2 separate regions of the Mus musculus genome follow, and region 2 is linked to region 1. Evidence: chromatin contacts called from public HiChIP or PLAC-seq data. All regions are on one chromosome and are shown on one strand. Each heading gives the region's core, a stretch centred on a gene start, on an enhancer-like site or on the middle of the called end of the contact. The rest is flanking DNA. Distances are from core to core; before and after follow the strand shown. Region 1 overlaps Agbl1 (ATP/GTP binding protein-like 1). Region 2 has its middle 780 kb from the start of Gm30774.

The links. HiChIP or PLAC-seq counts read pairs in DNA pulled down with a chosen protein or histone mark.
Region 2: an H3K27ac HiChIP or PLAC-seq map of oligodendrocyte precursor cells shows a contact between it and region 1, with 7 times the contacts expected there. The contact joins two enhancer-like sites.

The regions. Positions count from the first base shown.
Region 1 is chr7:76,404,868-76,410,887 of GRCm38.p6, forward strand. It overlaps Agbl1 (ATP/GTP binding protein-like 1), which reads left to right. Exons shown (of 23, transcript NM_001199224.1): 7 at 4,283-4,491. Among named protein-coding and RNA genes, the nearest start is that of Gm30774, 39 kb to the left of the region's middle. Within about 2 kb of position 3,509, at least 34 of the 459 cell types and tissues checked have an H3K27ac peak or open chromatin away from gene starts, as enhancers often do. A contact at or near this core is called in oligodendrocyte precursor cells, where this site is marked.
Region 2 is chr7:77,149,795-77,155,814 of GRCm38.p6, forward strand. No RefSeq gene overlaps it. Among named protein-coding and RNA genes, the nearest start is that of Gm30774, 780 kb to the left of the region's middle. Within about 2 kb of position 2,882, at least 11 of the 459 cell types and tissues checked have an H3K27ac peak or open chromatin away from gene starts, as enhancers often do. A contact at or near this core is called in oligodendrocyte precursor cells, where this site is marked.

The DNA of each region.
Region 1 (6,020 bases), core at 2,259-4,758:
CCCTTCTTGTTCTGAGCCCTGCCTTCTGCCATAATTTCTTTGTAGTTTGGTTTCACAGTCCTTCTCTCTAGAGGAGCCATAAGCTCAGACAGCCATCCATGAGAACAGTGCTGACCAGGGTGAGGTTTGGTTTGCTGTGCCTAACAAGATGATAGAACAGAACCTAACATAAATTGTTACAGATGCGATTATTGGTTTCAGACCCAGAGAAAAGAGGGATGAACCATTGATCCTGGGAAGGAATCTGGATATGTCTGGGAGTTTTGTGTATAATGGAAAGAGAGCACATGAGGGGACCAACCTTCACTAAAGGTTGTGGTCCATTTAAGGGCTTGCTCACAGAGGTTGTTGACTCACTCCTTCAATGGAGTATGGTATGAAGAGGACTTGCTTGTATGGTTTGGATGCAGTGCTTTTGATCTGGCTGGCTGTAGAATGAAGTACTGCTTTAGGGTCCATGAGTTGAGGAATAAATACATCATGTTGGAGTCACGCCTGGAGAGGGGAAGGTTTCACTAGATCAGAGGAAGCAAATGTTGACAGGGTAACCATATAGACATGTGACCCAGTGGTCGTCCCTTAACTGGCTTCTCGACTGTGGGGAAAGCACACAGCATGTCTCTTACACATAACAACCTTTGAATCATAGTGTCTTACTTGATCTTTTTCTTTAGCAAACCTTATAGAGTCATAGAGAATAGAAACATGATGAAGATGTCCCCTCCTTTCCTTCTTCCTTCAGTCATTCTTGCCTTCCCTCCTTTTCTTTCTGCCCTTCCCCCATCTTTCTCTATTCCCAACCCAACATTATTTTCTTTTTTTCTCTCTGAGAAAAACTTACAGACACATTTTCCAATAGTGAATTTATTAAAAAGTAGGAGATTTTTCTTATATAACCTCTATTTAACAAAATCTAAAAATAAGCTGTTGTGTAACTTCTCAGGGAGTTACAAACAAATGCCTGTTCCTCTCAGATACGGAATGACACACCAAAGAATTGATGATATAGAAAGTCTATCTTGGGGAACCAATTAATTTTGGAATGTGACTTACAGGAGCTTGAATAATGGGTTACTTAAAAGAACAAAAGAAACTCAGGCGGCTACATCACTCAAACAGTGGATCCCTGCATGGGTCATGACTCACAGACCAGCATAGCTGACACTCCCTGCCCAGGTTGCAAGCAGGTGCTCTACTAAACAGTCTTTGGTCCACAACTATTGGCTGTTTACCTAACTTTGGAGATGGGTATCTTGTCAATATTGTAAGTTTGTGAGCTTCCTGGCCCTTGAGAAGAAGTGTTCTCTGAGCCTTGGAGGAGGTGATGTGTATGTCAGCTTATTTTCTTCCATTTATGGAAGCATTGAGCTACTATGTCATAGTAACAGTCACTTATTTCCAGCACTATAACAGGTTATGAGTCTCTGAAGTAAGCACTGCCTGTTGCAAAGAAAAGGGACACTTCTCTCCAAAACTGAGGCTGATGGTAGCGATGATCTATGGGCATTTAGAAGGCAATTTGAAAGCTGGCTTCCTGGGTCTGACAGGCTCCAGTCCAGCACTCATTGCTTCTTTCTCAGCCACACCTGGCCGCTAAAAGGACCCATCATGGGGAAAAACTCCCACATGTCTACCTCCTCACAAGGTGAAATATTTGGCATGTGCCTCATGAACATGACTTACGTGCCAGGTTGAGGCATGAAGATTTGTCAGAGTCCCTCCAACCTTCAATTTTGCCTTACTTTGTGGGACTTTGCAGAGGCGCTAAAGCTCCAAACTAGTCTTGAGGCCCCTTGGAAGTAATTTCTTTTTTAACTCTTTAGTGAACACAAAGTTGCCAGTGCAGTGAAATGGGCATCGAATAGAACCTGTCACCTAATTCCCTTAGTAACATCTGTCCATCCTCTTTCCATTCTTGGTATTCATGAGGACTTCACTCAGTAATCATCAAGTATCCCTAATGGTGTGTATGAGCCTGTCCACGAGGAACCCTTGTATCACGACATATAAAGTCCTCGTCTCTAGGACGGATGGGCAGATACATTGTTCAGTTACTCCGCTTAGTAGTTAGACTGATCTGTCTGCATCCATGTCTCTGAGCTTCACAAGCATGGCTGTGAGGGACTAGTCCATGCCTTGCTTAAAATTATTTCCAAATTCTAACAGTTCAAAGATAGAATGCTTCCTGGTTATGGAAGCTTCCATTCATTTTTCTAAATTTAATTTTATTTGTAATTCATTTTTTACACTCCATTTTCTATTCCCTGCCCCTCCCCATCCATCCTCTGACTGCTCCACATCCCACACCTCCTCCCCACCCCACCCCATCTCCAGGTGGATGCTCCCAACCCCCACCCCACCTGTCCTCTAAATACCCTGGGGCTTCCAGTCTCTTGAGGGTTAGGTGCTTCATCTCTAAATAAACACAGACCTGGAAGTCCTCTACTGCATGTGTGTAAGGGGTCTCAAATCAGCTGGTGTATGCTGTCTGGTGGTCCAGTGTTTGAAAGATCTCGTGAGGGTCAAGATTCCATTCTTAAAGCCCCCATCTGCACGCATTGTCAAGAATCCCATTTTCTCTGTATCAAGGGTTGGACTGGAATAGTACTCTCTATCTCTTTGACCTCACTCTTTTTTCTTTTTGCTGTCTGATTCTTCCCATGGGTTCCATGCTTGGGGATGCCAGGAGGAGCTCATTAGCAAGGTCTAAAGTGTATTTCTCTCTCCTGTGCCCCATCAGCCATAATGACAAGCAAGTATCTCAACCTCATCTTAGCTTTCCCACTCTTCACGCTAGTGCTGGGGGAAGGTCTACACGTCTTTCTCCCACCGCAACTCCTCCATTACATGAGCGAAGTTCACTGAAGGCAGAAAGTTCAGATGTGGTTCCCTTCAGTAGAGGACTTCCAGGTCTTACCATCCATAGAGGCTACCATGGCCCTCCTTGGAGCTCTTTCAGTATTGAAGTATCTCTGCTCTAGCAGTCATCTAGGTGCATGTTCAAACCCATGCCTGACTCAAGATGAACCATCTTGTATCACCTGGAGGAAGACAACTACCCTGTGATTTCCTCCAAGGCCATTCACCCCTCAGATGCCTTGGCATCAGTTACATGTTTTATTAATCCATAGCAGGGAGCATACAACAGCCACTATTAGCAAGGAGCCACACTACATGGAGGAAAGTAGCTGCACTGCATTGGGACTGTCCCTGAGGATGCCCCACCCTCAGATATATCAGACTCAGTTGCATGTCTTAATGCCAGTAGCACGATCCATTCAACAGCGTCTTTCAGTATTATCTATGGCTCTGTCAAGCAGATGTTGAGTGCCAATTGTGTTATGTGACTTTCCCTGTGGAGACATGAATAAACATATATTCATCACAGAAAAGGGTACTGATGACAAACCAGAGAAAAGATTCTATTTAAGTCTGGCTTAGTGATACAATGGAGGTTATTGTGGTTGCTTTGTAGGAGCATGGTGAAAGGTTAGTTCCTGGGATGTGGGTGACTCAGACAGCTGCATCAAGTGGTCTGAGCAATGACTCATGAAACTTGCAGCCGTTCCCTTCAGAACTTGCAGGTGGTGGCTCCTGCAGATTCTCCTCTATCACTACAGTTACTTACTGTTCTGTAGCCTTGGGAAAGGGTCTTGTGAATAGTGTGAGTTTCAAGAACTTCGAGTCTTATGGGAAAGGGAGAGGGAGTGCTTCAGTCAGAAAGAAAGAGCAACATAGCATAAACATTGACACGGTATTATGAAGTGATCTACACACTTTACCCGAATTTTAACCCCTGGGTCACTGATGCTTTTTCTAGCAAAAGGAAAAAAAAACATTGGCCTATTATTTGAATTTTAATTACATACTGTTCTTAGGTGTCAGATCTTCTTAGTCTTTTTCTGTCGCCATTCCAAGTCTTTTATTTTTTTCTCTTTTTATGATCCTGACATTTGTGAACAATATAGGTCACATGTCTTATAGCATTTACCTCACTATGAGTTTGCTGGCTTTCCTAATGCTTAGATTAAGGTCATGTGATCTGTCAGGAGTACTACAGAAGTGATGCTGTGTCCTTCTCAGGTCATCATATAAGGGGGCTTGTTACAACCCCATGTCCTATTACTACAAATGTTGATTTTTGTATAAATAACACCTGCCAGTTTTATATGCTGAACTGTTATTGCCATTGTAAGTATTATGTAGCAACACAGTGTGGCATTCTCCCGCAACTGTTTCCTGCGGAGCTGTGATTGACACGACCTTTTCCCTTTGTCTCCAGAGTCTAACTGCCGCAGGGCAGTGAATAGAGGCTATGTCAACAGCTTGCTCAGGCTGCATCAGGACTGGCACAGCCGCGATGTGACCAATACCTATGTGACGATCCGCCATGGGCTTCTGCTCTGCCTCAGGCACATTGTCGCCCTCCGCTCTGGCAGGGAGGCCTTCTTGGCAGCCCAAGGCATGGAGACTCTCTTCAGCATTGCACAGGTAGCCAGCATGGGGATTTCCACAGCAGGTGGATGGTTTCTGGGTGATGCTCCAAGACTTGGAGATTGTCCTGAACAGAGCAGGGAAAACGGGAAAACAACTTCAATGTGGTTCTTGTTTCAATATGGCAGGTGTTCTGGATTCAAATCCCTTTTCCTTCACTCATTATTCTCATTCAATCAGTATGTGTTCATTCAATCATTCATTCATTCATTCATTGACTTATTCAATCATTATGTGTTTATTGTCTGCACATTACTAGAAGTGACAAAGAGAATAGTGATTGGATGGGGCTCCAGAATAACAGATCCCAGCCTAAAGCTGTGAAACTTTTAAACCATCATCTTACATTACAAATCATCAACTTGATATTTTTTTTTAAGAAACATATGATCCAGCATGGTGGTGGTGCATGCCTTTAAGCATAGCACTCAGGAGGCAGAGGCAGAGGCAGGCAGGTCTCTGAGTTTGAGGCCAGCTTGATCTACAGAGTAAGTTCCAGGACAGCCAGGGCTACACCAAGAAACCCTGTTTCAAACAATACCAACAACAAAAGAAATAAAAGAAACATAAACATACACACAAACATGAAATGGAATAGAAACACTTAGAATTTTTTGTACACTAAGTTCACATGATTCATGTGTTCAGGCAAATGCATACTGTTTTTTTCTTTTCTTTAAGTAGTTTCTTTGTCTTCTTCTGAGTGTGAGCTGTCACTGGACTAAATGTTACTGGAAATCTGTGAGGAACATGGCCAATTAGACTTCTGATCTCATCCTAGCAAAAGGCAGGCATTAAATAAATGAACCATCCAATGAGAAAGAGTTTTTTAGGTGGTCTGTGAGACCAACAAAGGAAGAGCGACACCTGTAGGTGGAAGGTGAAGATCATTTAGAGATCTAAAGTGGGTGACACCCAAATGTAAATTATTAGACAGCTCATGATACCAAGTTTAGGGGGGGGGGGAAATGTCCCAGGCAAAGGGAATAGTGACTCCCTTGTTTGGCACTTATCTGCACCAAGTGTGGTGTGTAATATAAGGTTATTTGGGTTCCAACTCAAGTAACACACTCCTCAGCTACACTTGACTGGGGCAGATTTAAATACCATCCCGCTGGAGACATGAGTATCCCATGTACCCATCGTCTGCTCACATTCATATGCCTCATGGTCCCTGTTATCTTCCCAGGTGCCGGTCTCTGGTGCCCATTGCTCCTCTCTGGAAACTTTCCAAATTTACTCTCCACAAGTACATGTGGAGGCAATGAAGCAGCCGATGAGAGTGCTGCTGGTCTGCACTCATCGCGTCACTAGACATTTCCTATTCTTTTAAAAATAGCATTCTCCTCTACACACTAACGTGATCCTCCTGTGCTGCAAACCAATATCTAATTTTCTGTCTGCTCTCACCCCTGGTTTTTCTCTGTCATTACTGAGTTCAGAGCTTCTCAGTCATGAACTAGCTGCATTTTTCATTCTGCCTTTTCTGGATCAAGCAGTGCTTTCAGTTTTTCCAGGCTTCCCTG
Region 2 (6,020 bases), core at 1,632-4,131, 740 kb after region 1:
TGTTTCTTGTGGTTCAGTCCTGAGTGTTGTATTTATTTTTCAAAAATCACTTTATAGTGACATCAACTATAGCCTGCTCCACATTCCACCACTGTTTTCTGCATAATAGCCCATTATGAAGGCATTGCTGAAGGCAGAAATTAACCTTTTAGAGAAATTTCGTTCCATTAAGACTAGGTGCATGAATCCAGACTGATTTTCTTTCTGATGGGAAGATGTCTTAGCCAGCATTTAAAGGCCTGTGTAGGAGGGCCTTCCCAGTGGAGACAGAATTGTTAGTCAGCTACGGTCTCCATGGTGATTTTTTTAAAGGCTAAGTTTGAATCAGACTTCTAAATATTGAAGTATAATTTGTGAATGCACAATTGAATGAATAATAATAGAATTACCAATGATATAGCATTACCTTTAATTCTGCCATTTGAGATTTTGACAGGAACTAGTCTGCAAATGACCTTCAAGCTGGCCTTGAAATGTGGCCTTAACAGTGTTCCCTCCTTGGTTATCGTGTGTGATTTCTCTCTGTCACTTTTGGTGTGTCTGCTTTATTTTCATAGATCTTTGCCCCCTTTTCCTGAATCCTTTCTCAAGCCATCTCCCTAGTGTCTCATGAAAGTCCTAAAGAAATGGGAGTCAGGTATGGGCGCACGTCTTTAATCTTAGCACTCGGGAGGCAGAGGCAGGTAGATTTCTGAGTTAGAGGCCAGCCTGGTCTACAAAGTGAGTTCCAGGTCAACCAGGAATATACAGAGAAACCCTGCCTCAAAAAAAAAAAAAAAAAAAAGGAAAAAAAACGAAAAAGAAAGAAAGGAATGGGCTCGACTTCCTTGGACACTGATGATCGGGTTTGCAGATAGAACTCAGGCTTCATAGTTTGAAAAAAACTGCCATCTTACCTAAGTTCTTGGACATTCTTTTTTTCTTTTCATTTCACTATTCAACAAATGAGATGTCTTCCCCTGCGTCTCTCATTATATAGTTTGACTAGGAATGTCACTTAGGAGAACAAAGTGAAGACACCACCAGGCATCACTTCATGTTCTGGATTTATAACAGAGTCCTAAGATAGCCTGGAGGACTTTGACCCTTCTTGCACTTTGTGCTTAAAATTCATAATTGCAATAAGCAGCTAGATGCAGATCCACCCTTGGGGCCGGGAAAAGGTACCTCCCTTCTCTGAGGAAAGCTATTTGGCAGGCTGAGAGTGTCCAGAGCCTGGTCTGTCACAGGACATACTTGGATTTCAGCTTCTCCAGTCCTTATGCTCCAGCTCAAAGTATTTAAAACCCTGTTAGCAGGAGAAGGTGGCACGGCTCCCACGATGTACAGGGATCACCCAACTGATAGACCAAAGGAGCAGCCTAGGAGGAACATGAAAGAGCTTGGGCTTTTGTTTCTTTCTTTCTATTGTCATGTTTTGTTTTATCATTTCTTTTCTGTTTGCTTGCCATTTTGACTGTTTGATTTTTTTTTTCTTTTTTTAGAATGGTTCCAATATGGCTGTAAACTTGTTAAGTAGTGCAGTCCTTGAGCTGTTGAGGTCCTCTCTCCACCTTCTAAACGCTGAAGTACCACTACTTCTTTTGTGGTCTTGGGGATGACAGTCAAGGATGCCTGCATGCTAGGCATGTGCTCTGCTAACTGACCTGAACCTTCAGGTTTAAAGTTTTGGATTAAATAGAAATTTCATTTCACTTATCATGTTTTGTTTATTTTCTGCTTTATTTCTTGAAACAAAGTTTCATATATCCTAGACTGGACTTCAACTCATCATTTAATTGAAGTTCTGACTTTGAACTGACCCTCCACCCTCAGTGAGTGTAATGAGTGTGAGGTATTACATTCATATAATATATATACATATATATTCATATAGTATATATATATATAGTGTGTGTTAATTACATATATAGGATATGTATATGTGATGAGGAGTGAGGATTCAAATAGTTTCATAAATCAGTCTGTACTCCTTGGAGTCAGTTAACAAAGAAGATTACAACAGCACCTATATTAAAGTATCCAATCTGGGACAAGCAGTATAATGCTGTCAATAATTCTTATTATATGCTATGTCCTGAATAGAGGTGGGGAAATGAGGAAGATTTGTATCTCCATGGACAGCCAAAATAAGTTACACATATATTAACAAGTCCTTTTCTGAAAGCTCTTTTTGGACAAATAGTGACTAGAAGAATAGAGGGCACATCAGCCATTCTGGACAGTTCTCTTGAATAAATCACCTCAAATTTCCCATGCTTGCATGGGACCTTGTTGATTGGGCAACACAGGATTTAAGTTATAAAATGACAGGTATAGCGTAAATAGCCACCAGAGCTTAGCCAACGTCGGATCACCCTATTTTATAATTTTCAGGCAGAACAAGATTTCTTTTTGTCATAGGTGTGCAAATGAGTTCAACTGGTTCCTCTCAAAACTCCTCTCCCTGCCTACTTTTCAAACTTACAGTCTGTCCTTCCAGGAGCCCTTCCTTGTGTCTTCCATGACTCCAGGGATCTTCTAGGAGGTAGTTCTAAAATGCAGATACCATCACCAGAGGAGAGTTGATTGTACACGTGACATTAAAATTAATCATGCACTTGAATCCATTAGCTGAGCTGTAAGGCTGAGAGAAAGAGAGATGGCTGAGGAAAGGCCAGAAGGCTAAGAAGGAGTTCTAAGCCTGAAAGTAAGCTAGCTGTGTGGGAGAAATTTCCACTTTGCCTGCGCAGTGTTGATAGCTCCCCAGGGGCACACTGCCATGCACCACTGCACTTTTGTTTTGTTAAATATGCCTTCCCTCTTCCCTTAAAGACTGGAAGCAGCAACCCATTCAGCAGGTCAGCACAGAGCTCTTTGGCTAGAACCCAAGTCTCTATTTCCCTTGCTCTGTCTGTAGCTCCTTAAACAGAGAGTTTACAGAAACATAGAAACCCCTGTGTTCGTGTTTAGCTGGTGTCAAGTCTGACGTGAAATGAAATCATGTTCTTGTCACACTGTGGGATTGCAAAGAGAGCCACAGGGTGGCAAGAAAGCAGAGGTGTAGAGGCATTGGTTTTGTGTGGGTTTCAAAAGGGCAGTCACGATTAGAAATGTGACTGCAATGTGGCATTTCAGTGTTCCAAATATACTTTCCCTTGGTGACTTCCATGTCAAATTCACTTACTTTACAAATATAAACAAAAGATTACCAGCCACCGCTCTGGGGAGTTCCACAAAAGTCTACAATAGAACAGCAACCAGCCCTGTCCTTTCTAAAGTCTGTAGAGCCCTGACTCCCCCTACCCTCCAGGCAAGGAAGAAAGTGGGAACCAGCTGCACAGGCAGAGAGCTGGGGAAGGGTTAGAATGATGGACAGGTTGTTCAGCTGACACCTGTTTCCTCCTGCCTGTGCCCAGGCTATTACTCTCTATTGTGGCACTTAATTTAGAGTGTCTGAATCATGCCTGAAGGAGCCTAGCCTATCACCTAAAATTTGGAAAGGCAAGAAAGTAGGAAAGTAGTCATCAAATGGCAAAGAGTAATTGCAGGAGTACATGCATGAGTGCACACACACACACACACACACACACACACACACACACTAATATAAAAATGGCGTCACATAGGGAAGCAGAGACAAAGAATCAGCTATTCACATAGAATATGAAAACAAAACAAAACAAAATAGATCAGGGAATCAGAAGGAAACAACCCTCTGCCCAGCATGTCAGGCATTGAACTGGGCTCTGGCAGTGCCAGTTGTCTATGTCCGGTGGCATACTGGCTGAGAGCTGGTATTGTTGAGGAGGCTTCTGATCCCCCTGACATAATACCTGGTTTTAGCAGAGAAGCCAGGGTATGACTTTGGTCCAGTACTTTCCTAACAATGTAGAGGGGCAATGCTAGCCGGATTATTAAAATCTTTCATAAAAAAAAAATCCATTCTTTCAAGAGTCAGATCTTTACACACAAGGATGGTGAATCTTGGTTGTCAGCTTGACAGGATCTGGATTTCAGCCTCTGGGCACACTTGTAAAGGATTTTCTTAATCAGTTTAGTTGAAGTAGGAAGATCCACTCTAAACGTTGGGTGGTGGTACCCAGTATCCATGTCTGGATAAAAGGAAGTGAGAGAAAGAGAACAAAAAGGTTTTCCTTTTGCCTTGTTTGCCTTTGCATTGTGGTGACAAGGTCATCTACTCTGTTGGGGTTTTGCTGCTGCTGCTTCTGAAGCTGCTGTCACCATTCCTTGCTGACAACAGCACCCAGATTCTTCAGCAGTTTTCCTTGGATTGAAGACCAAGGCTCCTCAGGAATCGCTAAGCTTTTAGTGCCTGACTCAGACTGGTGAAACACCTAGACTCATGGACTGAGCAGCTATCTGGGACTCAGCCTTTCCAGGGTGAACACAGTCATTACCGAACCATCCAAGATGCAATGCAAACTAATGTAGAATACACACAAATTTGACTTCTAACCCCCAGCTTTATTTGCTTCTATGGGAAGGCATGCATCATTGGACATCTGCCTATAAGGGGAATGGGCAAAGGCAAAAAAAAAGGCCTCCTTCCTATATTTGATTTTGAATGAAAGGTTAAAAAATGATGCTCATACCTTCATGACTCAAGAGGATATGGCTGTCAAGGTCCTTTTCCTATTCCACGATCCCCTGTCATATATATATATATATATATGGGATATATATATATATATATATATATATATATATATATGGGATATATATATATATATATATATATATATATATATATATATATATATATATGGGATGGTTGGAGTTTCTGTAACCATACTGTGACCAGGAGAGAAAAACCACAAGAATGACAGAAAGCTTGGATCTGATATATCTGAGCTACTGGCATGACTATAATGACTGTAGTAATAGCCAAAATTTGTTCTTGATATGGAAGTAAAGCAAAACCTTGTTTAAAGATTTTTAAATCTATTATGACAACTGAATAAAATCATTTTTCATTTTAAAAATACTTTTAAAAGTAAAATAGAATTTAATTACTTTCTTTCCCTCTTCTTTCCTTTACGTCCTCCCAGAAGTCCTCTTACCTCTTTCAGATTAATAGCCTCCTTTCTTGATCACACACATACAGACACACGCATGCATGCATACACGTGGGCACACTTACTACAGGAAGATGTGTGTGTGTGTGCACTCATGTGTGCACATGCATGCACAAATTCATAAATAGAACTGAAAAACTAAGGAAGACACTAGAAAATGCAAAGATATTCATAGATCAGTAATATTGTCAAAATAACCATCCTACAAATATCAATTTAAAGACTTAATGCAACCTGAATCAAAATACTGAGTATATTCTTAACTCATCGAAGAGATGGAGATTGGGACAGCTCCAGCTTGATATATGACACTCAGCTTTTATAACTCTCAAGTCTTTGGTTAAGAAGAAAAGCAAGTCTGACCTACAACAATGTCCTAAAGGACTTGCATGTTTATGAAAACATCAGACCAACAATACTGAATAACAATATTCACATATTGGGTACACAAGGTACAAGGCTCACGACCTACATAGGATTTCGCCTATAAAGATATTCAGTTATATAGAAAACACAAAGAAGATGAATTGCATTCTTTACTACTACAGCATGAAATTACAAGTAAGAAACAAAATATCAGGTAGCATGGAAGCCGCCTGCAAAGGAGACTTGTAACTATGAATATCCAGAAGGATATCTGGGAACCACAAACTCTACTTTGCCAACTCCTTTTGTTTGGTAACTACCCGGACGCTCTCTGCTCCCATGATTGAAACATGCACACCTATCCAAGTGTACAACCAGCCACTCAACCTCTTTTGTTTGGTCATATTAAGAGAAATAAATGACAGGAAACTAATATGAAACACAATTAAGACTAATGAGAATGTGGTGGTCAGTAATTAGTGTTTTGTAAAGAATGCTGAAAGATATAAATATAGCAGATATAAAGAGAAGACCTACGGGGTGCCAAACAGAGCTACTAAACCAGAGCTTTTACAG